Linked DNA regions of Mus musculus: region 1 is linked to region 2. Evidence: chromatin contacts called from public promoter capture Hi-C data. All regions are on one chromosome and are shown on one strand. Each heading gives the region's core, a stretch centred on a gene start, on an enhancer-like site or on the middle of the called end of the contact. The rest is flanking DNA. Distances are from core to core; before and after follow the strand shown. Region 1 holds the start of Ppp1cb (protein phosphatase 1 catalytic subunit beta). Region 2 holds the start of Dnajb6 (DnaJ heat shock protein family (Hsp40) member B6).

Region 1 (5,712 bases), core at 1,697-4,196, 2.7 Mb after region 2:
CTCACCAATAAGATGCTGTTGGTGCAAACTCCTGGTATGCTGTTTGAAGGAGGCATCCTTTCACACTAAAAGAGAAACACTTTTACCTATGTAGATGACAGGTTTTGTTGTAACAAACTAAGGCTGACCTAAATACATACTGCTCCTGTAATCTCCTTGTAAGAGAAAGGGAAGGGCCACAGACTCAACATTTCAGCCATTAATCACCATTGATGGTGACTGTTCATCTATCTTTAATTACCTCTACTTAACAGTTCTCCTAGCTGACAACGGTTAATGAATTCCTTCAGTCACTAGGGATTTGTTTTCTATTCAGTTTATCTTGAAGGATAAAGATAAATTGTTCTACTGAAAAATCTACTCCCCCACTCCAGGTGGTGGTGGTGGTGGTGGTGGTGGTGGTGGTGTGTGAGGAGGACTATCTGTGTGTCCCTTTTGGGGGCCAGGATAAAGGAAAAGTCTTTGCCCCAAGGTCAGAGAAGAGGCATTTAGTTATATTCGCTTTAATTATTTTGGACTAGGGGAGAGTAGTGTGTGTATAATAAAAGTACATATGTACATATTAATATAGAAGATAGGGAGTGTCTTAAGTGTTTGTTAGCTTGTTTGGGATTTTTCTTTTTCTTTTTTTTTTCTTCTCTCTTCTCTCTCTCTCTCTCTCTCTCTCTCTCTTTCTTTCCTTTCTTTCCTTCTCTCTTTCTTTTTTGAGACAGGCTTTCTCTTTTAGCCCTCCCTAGCTGTCCTGGAACTTGCTCTGTAGACCAGGCTGGCCTCAAACTCAGAGATCTGCCTGCCTCTGCCTTCCAAGCGCAAGGATTAAAGGTGTTTGGCACCACAGCTCTGCAAATTTTTACATTTCTTTTGGGGGGACATTTCATAGAAAAGTTTGTTGGACTACTAGTAACAAAAATTCTCTCAGCTCTGTGTAATGACACACACATTTAATCTCAGCACTAGGGAAAAAATAGGCAGGTAGATTGCAGAGTTTGATGCCAGCCTGGTCTACATAGTGAGTTCCAAGCCAGCAAGGGGCTGCATAGTGAGACACTGTTTCAAAATAAAAAATAACAAAAATGATGCCCCTCCCTGGAAAAAAAATCCCAACATTTTCTGCTATGACCCATTTCTTTTTCAATCTTCCAAGACACTGGAAAACCTGACGGGGAATGGAAACTCTGACCTTCTCTCTTGTTTCCTTGAACCCATAATTCTGTCGGACTGAATTGTGTCCTGTTTACAGCAACTCTCTTTTCAATGATCACTTTTTCTCTTTGTAGTCCCATTGGACGGGGGTACCCTTTTTAGCATGTCTGCATATAATTGAACTTTAGTTGTGGATAAGACTTAAAAGTTCTTTTCCTTGGGACTTATAGGGCCCATAAAAACATAAGACATCTACATAAGCATTCCCAAGTATTCTGAATTCTTAAAGTCATGGAAGAGATAGATTTGGAGAAATGGCATCAAAATATCTACCTCCATTTGTAACTGGTGTTTCAGTTTCTTAGTTTCTAGAAAGCAGAGAGTCAACTTTTTAGCCCATCTTTTTCAAGTTAACAGAATCTTCCAGCGTGCATTTTGGAAATAAAGCCCCTGGTTTAATCTGATCTTTCCCATGCTTGGTTTCCTTTTTTTTTTTTCTATTTCCTTCTTTACTTTTAAAAAGTATTTTTATGCATATGAGTGCTTTGTCTGCATGTATGTTTGTGTACTATGTATAGTGCCCATAGAGAGGACCGAGAGGGCATCAGATGCCCTGGAACTGTTAGGTCTCAAACCTGGGACAAATGACAGAGGTACTTATTTAACATGTGAAAGTGGTTACTGGACCCAGGTTCTCTCAGCCATTCCTACCTGTTACAGGGTATGTATGGCATGCACACTCCCTGCCCTAATCTTCTCTTTCCCTCCCCCTCAGAGTCATGCTCGCTCTGAATATTCCCAGATGTCTTTCCTCCCAACTATGTTCTCCCATTTATCTCTAATAAACCTTTTTCTTCATCATACCTAGAAGCAATCATGTCCTTTTCTTTTTATTTTATTTTTATCAGAATCAAAATTACAGATAGATAGTTGTAACCATGTGGGTGCTGGGAATTGAACCCATGTCCTCTGCAAAAAAACAGGCAGTGCTCCTAACCTCTGAATCATCTCTTCAGTCCCTGTATTTGTTTTTAATTTATCCCAACTGCAAGCATTTATTATGTAGCTGAAGATGACCTTGGGCTTCTGGATCTTCTGCCTCCATCTCCCAGTTGTAGGGATTACAGGTCTCTTATGCCCGGTAAATGTGATTTTTATCCTCTAGGAACCGAGTGCAGTAGAGAAATGTTTAAAAATCACAAGATAAGAGAATTAAGCAATATAAGAAATCAATGAACAGAAAAGAACTATAGAAAAGTGGTATCCTGAGTGTATGGAGATGTCGGGAGCGTGTAAAATCTTATTGCTGTTGACTGAGGCCCACTTTGAATCCTGTTTCTTCTAGGGTCACCTGGCGAATCAGCGACTCTGGTGATGTGATACAGAGCCCTTGATCTGCAATGTCAATCTTTTTCAACAGAGAAGTCTCTTATCTCCAGCACACCTGGGTTTCCAACATAGGCAACTGAAACCCACGTTTCCGGGTTAGCGGAAATACGAGCAATTGTTTTGAAAACCAGTGACTGAAACCTAGAAAAGAAAAGCAAGGCGGGAAGAACGCAATAGTTAACTCTGCGGAACCACCAGGCCCTGGGGAGCAGGGAAGGAAGGTCATTCCAGCCTACGCCGGCTCTGCGTTCACAAGCAAGGCAGGCTCCGCCCTGCGCCTGCGTAGTGGCGACTGTTCGTTGCAGTGGAACGCCTGAGAGAGGGAATCGCTCCTGCGCGTTAGCAACCGCGGAGGGGAGGGCGGGGAGCTGGAGAGGCAGGAAGGGGACGTGGCGCGCGTGCGCGCAGTTCGGCGCGGCTAGGCGGCCCGCAAGGGCGGAGGGGAGGGAGTGACGCTGAGGGCGGGGCTGTCCGTGGCGCTGCCGAGCTTTGCGGAGCTGGGCGGTGCCGAGGAGGAGGTGGAGGAGGCGGTGGCGGCTGGGGTCTGACGCGGCCCGGTTCCTGACGCGGCCCGGTTCCTGGGGGCCTGCTTGTTTATTTATTTATTTCCAGTGGGCGCCGCCAGCGTGTGCGCGCGCTGTCGCTGCTCGGCGGGGAGGGGGTGGGGGGAGGGCCCGCGCCCGGGGGGAGTTGGAGCCGGGGTCGAAACGCCGCGTGACTCGTAGGTGAGAACGCCGAGCCGCCGCCGCCGCCGAGAAGCCCTGTTAACGCTTTAGGGAGGAGAGTCTGGTGCCGACAAGATGGCGGACGGGGAGCTGAACGTGGACAGCCTCATCACCCGCCTGCTGGAGGGTGAGTGCGGCGCCGGCTCGTCTCCCCACCCGGCCGCGGGGCCCTTCCCGCTCGAGCTGAGGTCGGAGAGGAGGGCAGGCGGGCGGGCGGGCGGGCGGGCCGGGTGCCCCAGGAGGCCAGGAGCGCGGGCTGGCGGGCGGGCAGGCGGGGAGGCCGGGCCGAGCGAGGCCGGAGGCCCATCGGCTGGTACAGTCTTCCCGAGAGGCGGCCGGGCTCCGCTTGGCCGCTGTGCTGGCCTCTGCAGACCGTTCCGAAGAAGGGGCGAGGATGCCTGCCGCTGGGCTTTGTGTGTCCGTGGAATGTGTATTTCTCGGTTCTCTTTGTGCGTTGCCCTTGGCAGCCTCCGATGGTCGTTCCGGTAGTGAATTTTACATAAAACCTTCCCAGTAAGGCTCTCGGATCGTTTGCATTTTACTGGATGCTCTAGAAAGAATTAGGGAGAGGATACGATGACTAGTTTACCATTTATTATCTGGAGTATAAAAAAACAGTAAAAATCCTGAATCAGGTTAAAGACGTCCGTTAGAAATACGAAACGCCCGGATACATGTGCTGAAGGGGTTGATTTGGGGGCTTTTTTTTTTTTTTAAACATGTTTGAGCCGAGTTTAATTTCTGCACAAACTTAGCAAATGTCTGTTGTGAATAATCTCTTGAGCTTAAAAGGTATTTTACAAGTGTTCTCAGCATTTGAAGTTCCGGGTTCTTATGCTTTTATCGATTAGTTTTGTGTTGGTGGGAACATAAGGAGAAAAGAGGAGATGGAGAGGCCAGTAGTTAAATGTATTGGTCCGTTGGGGGATACTGTTCGAAGTTAAAGGCGGGTCTTGGTCAAAAGAACCCTTTTACGCTATAAAATTTGCGTCGTCACTAATTGTGGAGTGTGTAAAAAAGAATTGCGTTTTTGAGTGGTTAAGAGTCCTTTTTGTCAGCCTCCTAATGAATGCGTGTGTTTACTACAGCGAAGCTGTTTGTGTTTGGAATTTTACCAAAGAGCGTGGAGAGGGGTGACTTTTCTTTAACTAGTTAAAGTACGAAGTATTTATTCTCTGTTTAAAACAACAACAACAACAAAACAACTCTGTTTATATGCTCCAGATGTAAAAGCTTTCCAGCAGCCTTAAGGCTGAGAAAAAGGCAGAACTTTTACCAGGAACTCTTTCTTATTTACCTTCTCCTTTAGTATCAAGTTATTCCTGGGAGGCCCCCTGGTGCTTGCTGTGTTTACTGCTTGGGATTTTGTGGTCTTTAATTGATAGAAACATCTTGCTGGGTCTGTGAGAAATTTGTTTAGTTAAAAAAAATTTATGCTTGTAGTACATGGCTGGCTCTATTAGGGAAATATAGTTATTTTAAATCTTTATATCTTGTTACTCTTCGGAGAAGGGGAATTTAAGCCCACCACTGTTTTCATATAATCTAAATTTTAAATTAAATTTGGATCAGATTTTATCGCAGTTTATTAATATTTTTAATTTTTCATAAATACCTTATAGCAGATGCATGTATTTTAAACCGATCTAGAAGCCTTTAAATCAAATGTACTTCTATACAGTTACAGATGCTTAAATACAACTAATAGAGTGGGAGTTGTAGAGAAAAAGGGGAAAGTAGCCTGAGCTATATCATTGTTAAATATTTGGTTCTATCATCAGTCACCAGCACCCACCAGTCCCCCCTTCTTGGGTAAGAATACGTTCTTTTTTTCTAATATAGCAAGTGTTTATTGACTGCACTGCCAGGCACCAGGAGTCAAAGATAAGGCTCACTCCTCACTCAAGCAGCTCAGTATAAACAAGTGGCTTCTCAGTGTGTGCTAGCCTTCCTGCTCTTCCTGCTTTGAATGTACAATTTATTAGTAGTTTTGTTACATTCTTGTTCCTTAATCCAGACGAAGACTGCTTTTGTTGTTACTCTAAAATATTACCAGTCCCTCCTTCCCTCCCCAAGCCTAAACCTGTTCAAATAAATTTTGAAGTCTTGGATTTTCTAGTGAGTAAATTCAATCTTGAAAAAAAAATTTTTTTTGAGACAGGGTTTCTCTGTACCTGGCTATCCTGGAACTTGCTCTGTAGACCAGGCTGCCTCAAACTCTGCCTCCCCAAATACTGGGAATTAGAGACATGCACCACCTCTGCCGGGCAGCCTACTTTAGTTTTCAGTATTACATGCTAATTTAACTCAAATTCAAGTGGTGCTATTCTGTAAAGTTGCCTCGCAGAACAGAATAACCTGGTTATATATTTTGTGCGTCCTAAATGAAAGTGAACATTAAAAGATACATAATTATAGTTAAAGATGTCTAGGTTATATATTTTGTGTGTCCTAA
Region 2 (5,217 bases), core at 2,584-5,083:
AATCCTAACACCTGACAGGCAGAAGAGGCCCGTGCAGAAACACTGCTGTGAGTTTCTGCACATACTACAGGGCAAGACCCTGCCTGGAAAAAAGGTTCTTAATAGCTATGCTTGGTGAGACTCCTGCAATCTCAGCACTTGAGAGTTGAAGGCAGGAACATCAGGAAATGGTCTTCTGGCTACATAGGGAGTCTGCAGCTTCCCTGAGAAACATTGTCTAGGAAGGAAGGAAGGAAGGAAGGAAGGAAGGAAGGAAGGAAGGAAGGAAGGAAGGAAGGGAAAACATAGAAGGGGTATTCTACCAGGCAGTAGCTAAACAACGTTTTTTGAAACACTTGAACACTGAACTTTGAAACAGCTTGGATCACTGAATAGCTTTGATTTCTTTCTGTAAGCCTTAGAGCATGGGATTTTTCTATTCACTGGCCTGGTTGGAGCCAAAAGCCCAGTTTTCAGGAAGAGCTGGTTTGCTTGGAGCTCTGTCACAAGTGTGTTTCACTTTGGGGCATTTCCTATGAGTGACTGATTTACTCTTTTGGTGTCCTATGCAGGAGCTCAATACAAAGAACTTTATTAAATCTAGAGCAGCTGCCGGGCAGTGGTGGCGCACGCCAGCACTTGGGAGGCAGAGACAGGCAGATTTCTGAGTTTGAGGCCAGCCTGGTCTACAAAGTGAGTTCCAGGACAGCCAGGGCTACACAGAGAAACCCTGTCTCGAAAAACAAAAACAAAAACAAACAAACAAACAAAAAATCTAGAGCAGCTAAATTACAGAGGAACCACCCCTGTTCCTAAGTTATATGATAAATGCTTGGAGGGAAAATATAACATTTGCATCCTACTCTGTTTTCTTTTTCTCTCTTCCTTTTTGGGGGGGGGGGTTGGGGGGGGTGAGGTAGGAGAATTTTTTGGTTTGTTTGTTATCCAAGATAACCAGCCTGCCAAGATTCCACAAATCTATCCTACTTGTAAAACTTTGCAGCACATCTTTTAATCTCCCCAACCTGGTAAAATTTTGTTTGTACAAAAGCACCACTGCCTTTCTGGAACCTGTTGGCCTCCCATGTCTTTTTCCTTTCTTTGCACCAACTCTTTAAAAACTAGCCAGCTGCCGGGCGTGGTGGCACACGCCTTTAATCCCAGCATTCGAGAGGCAGAGGCAGGTGAATTTCTGAGTTTGAGGCCAGCCTGGTCTACAGAGTGAGTTCCAGGACAGCCAGGAGTACACAGAGAAACCCTGTCTCAAAAAAAAAAAAAAAACCAAAAAATCAAAAACCAACCAAACAACAACCCCCCCCCCCCCAAAAAAAAAAGGAAAAAAAAAAAAAACCCTAGCCAGCCACAAGACTGAGGTCAGATTGTCCCAGCCAAAGGGAAAAAGATACAAATCTGAACTTGTGTTATGCTTGCTAGCTTAGTTTGGGTCATGGCACACTATTCTGCAAAGAGAAATTAACTCTGTTTGTGTGTCTTTGTTGTCACTGAGAAAAATGTCTTCAAGAGATTGAACCCAGGAGCTGGTGCACACAAGGCTTGTCTGGAGCCCTGGCTTATACTCCCAGATCCATGAACACTTTTTTTCCAAATTGTTCAGTCAAGGGGTGTTGAATATGGTGGCTCTTACCTGTAATTTCTAATTTCTGGAGGTTAAGGCAAGAAGATTATCTCAAGGTTGTTGCCAGTGAGGTCTACACAAACAAGACAGTAAGACTTTGCCTCAAAAAAAAAAACAAAACAAAACAAAAAAAAAAAAAACAAAAATCAAAAACCAAAAAACAAAACAAAAAACCAGGAAATGGAAGTGATGCCTGAGGATTTCTTTTCAGAGACCTATATTTTTTTTTTCATTTTTTTTTCCGCTTTTTTTAAAAACAGAAGTCTCATTCTATATATTCTGTAGTCTTGGATGAACTGACCTCACAGAGATCCTCCACCTCTACCTCCCAAATTCTGGGATTAATAAGGTGTTCATTGGGGCTGGAGAGATGACTCAGTGGTTAAGAGCACCAACTGCTCTTCCAAAGGTCCTGAGTTCAAATCCCAGCAACCACATGGTGCCTCACAACCAACCGTAATGAGATCTGATGCCCTCTTCTGGTGCATCTGAAAACACCTACAGTGTACTTAGATATAATAATAAACAAACAAACAAACAAGGTGTTCATTCCCAGCCCCCAAAAGACTTTAATATAGATTTAATATCATGGGTCTTTTGAAAGCTCTGGGGAAAGATAAAACTAGGTCTACATGCAAACATGCACATGTCTGGAGTGAATCACATCCCCTGGAGCTGGAGTACTAGGCAGTTGTGGATCACCTGATATGGGTGTTGGGAATTGAACTCAGATCCTCTAGAAAGAGCAACTAATGTTTTTTACTGAGTCATCTCCTCAGACCCTGTGTTAGAATTCTTTTTTTTTTTTTTTTTTTTTTTTCTGAGACAGGGTTTCTCTGTGCAGCCCTGGCTGTCCTGGAACTCACTCTGTAGACCAGGCTGGCCTGGAACTCAGAAATCTGCCTGTCTCTGCCTCCCAAGTGCTGGGATTAAAGGCATTTGCCACCACTGCCCTGCGTGTTAGAATTCTTAAATGTCATGTGGCAAGAGGCTTCAGCCAGACTCTGAGGCGAGGGGACTCCTTTCCCTATTCTCTACCTTATAACTGGCTTTGTCTTTCGGCGCTGCTTCAATAGAAAGCTTGGGTTGCTGGGCTGTCAGCCCTGGAGTATGCAAGCACACACACCTTCCACTCGTCACTAGGCCAGACTCCTTGATTCCTGCCATTGAGGGTGGTAGTGGGTAAGATTGAGAGCAGAAAGGTGGAAGGAGAGGTGGAGGAAGGTAAAGGAAAGGGCGGGAACTTTTGTGCTTAGTTTTCATTTCAGTCTTGGACAGCCATCTTGTAGGGCTGAAAGTCAATTAGAAAAGAGATCTGGCCAAATTCTATGTTTCACAAAAGGGGAAGTGTAGTGTTTGGGAACCTTGGGGGCAGAACAGAAGCAAGGAGACAAGGAGCCATTCTGGAGGGTTCTATCTGGAGTTGAGTATATCCTACATGTGAGGGAGCATCCAAGGATCTGTGACTTCAGATCATGGGTCTCCACATCTTCTGTGCTTGTCCTTCTCAGGCGTTGAGAAGGTGGGCGTCCAACCATAACATTCTGAGATCAATATGTTCTCTTTCATTCTTACTTTCCAGTGCAGTGTTAGCTAACCTTTTGAAACTTACTGGGCAAGATGAAAAACTACTCATCCTATGGGTGTAAGTGGGGGTGGGGTGAGGATTTAAATGTCTATTTATTTATACAGGAGCTTATTGATTTATTGAGACAGGAGCTTATTGTGGGATCTGATGTCCTTCTCGGGTGTGTCCGAAGACAGTACATTCACATACAAAAAGTAAATACATCTTTAAAATAACCGTGTTTGAAATCTAGACCCTGGATTCAGCACTGCGAGTTGGTAATGATGAGGCCTCTCACGGTTCACTCTAAGTCGGGCCTGCTTGTTGGGTCGGCCGAACCTCGGGACCACAATTCTCCAAGTCCATAGGAGTGTGAGTCATACTACGCTATCAGGTCCTTATCTCCGAATCCACTGTGTCAGAGGCTGTGAGCGTCCTTCCTCCCAGCCTGCTTCCGGGCAAACGCAGGCTCCTTGGTTCGGCTACAGTCGCCTCAGGCTTTAGAGCCCTCCAGGCACAGAGCTTGCGCAAGGGGACGCTTCCCGCCCTATTCAGCCACCTTCGCCTATGTAAACCCTCCAGAATCCCACCGTCCTCAGCTCCGAGAATCTTCCGGAACGCTAGACCAGCGCTATCAAGTCCGACGCGCACGGAGGCTGCTGCGCACGTTAGCTTCAGGGCCGGGCGGAAGTCGACGTCGCCGGGCCGCGCCGCCACCGCGTGACGCACTTCCTGTTTGTTGTTGGAGAAAAGAAGAGAAAGGAAAGCGCGAGGAGACGCCGCCGCCGCCACCGCCACCAGCGCAGCTGTGCCACAGCCGCGAGGAGACCGGCCGCCTGACTTCCCTCCTCGCTGGCCGCCGTGTCCTCGGTGAGGGTCCGCGAGCCGCGGCGAAAAGCAGGGTTGACTACGGCGGGAGGGGAAGGCCTGCGAATGGGCTAACCCGCTTGGCTCCCGGAATACGGGTGCAGGAACCGGGTCGACAGTGGGGCCGGTACTGCTCACAAGGCCGAACGGGTTCCAGTCTAGGCTGTAGTCTTGTGTCTAGGTCTGGGGCTTAAGGTGTTCCTGGTCTGGGCCGGTTGTAGATTGGGTCTGTGGAGAGCGTTTGCCGTTCTTGGTCAGGCCTAGCTCGGGGCTTAGCTGCGGTCCGCTTCCCTAGTTCTCTGGTCGAAGGTGGCGGTTGGGTCCGGCACGCGCTAGGTCGGCCGCAGAGCTCCAGGAGTAGGCAAGGCTGGTGTCACCCAGTCCTGGCGTCCTCACTGCATTCTGCAAGCAAGGGGTCAGGTGGCCTGCGAAGAGCAGGACTCCCATGGAAGGCGCAATCACCGGCCCAGGCCTCCAGGCAGCGAAGGGGGCCGGGTGGGAAGGCCAAGGCGGTTTCCAGGGACTGTTGGGAAGTTTGCTAGGCGACCCGCCTGGCTCAGCTTACTTTTAAAACTAGTTTGATGTTGGCCTCGAAGGTTGCTTTGCTGTGGTTTACGTAACAAAGTTTATGTAACTGGAGTTTACACTAAGTCTTAATTTACTTCGGTTGTGTTGACAAGGAACTCTGCACTGCAAACTAAAAGGTCTTAAAAACTTTGGAGATGGAGTTTTTTTTTTTTTTTTTAAACAGGAGGGGTTTGTCAAGTTTTAAAAGCTTTGTTACCGAAGAAGTTGTATGTGAACCGTTGAAAGGGAATGGTGGGGATGGTCCCACCTTCTAAGGTGGGGAGTGCCTGCCCAGTGCAGCCACTTTGGTTTTTTTGTAACGTCTTTATTTGAACCTTAGATTTGTGGTTAGGGTTTACGCATTCTAGGCCGTAGAATCTCAGGACGCTCAGCTTGCTAGGGAAGTGATACCAACTTTAAGGCAACTGTTTTAGTAGAAATATTGGACATAAAAGCCAGAGGAGGGAACAACCTAAAGAACAAGCGCCCTGATATTTGAACTTAGTCTGTTCTTGTTTGTAAAGTAAACCCCACAGTAGACTTACTGATTCCTGGAAGGACTCCTTTGTTGTACTTTGGGATATCGCCACCACAGGCCGAA

What was found. Capture Hi-C pulls out chosen DNA fragments and counts their contacts.
Region 1: a contact with region 2 is called in a promoter capture Hi-C map of liver, with 2.5 times the contacts expected there. The contact joins the promoter of Ppp1cb here to the promoter of Dnajb6 in region 2. A contact is called at or near these places in 1 of 39 promoter capture datasets (pre-B cells) and 1 of 9 other capture datasets (liver).

What each region holds. Positions count from the first base shown.
Region 1 is chr5:32,456,024-32,461,735 of GRCm38.p6, forward strand. It overlaps Ppp1cb (protein phosphatase 1 catalytic subunit beta), which reads left to right and starts at 2,947. Exons shown (of 8, transcript NM_172707.3): 1 at 2,947-3,384. The coding sequence starts at 3,333.
Region 2 is chr5:29,732,065-29,737,281 of GRCm38.p6, forward strand. Dnajb6 (DnaJ heat shock protein family (Hsp40) member B6) reads left to right here and starts at 3,834. Exons shown (of 8, transcript NM_011847.4): 1 at 3,834-4,052. It overlaps Gm5129 (predicted gene 5129), which reads right to left and starts at 3,872. Exons shown (of 1, transcript NR_028426.1): 1 at 3,270-3,872.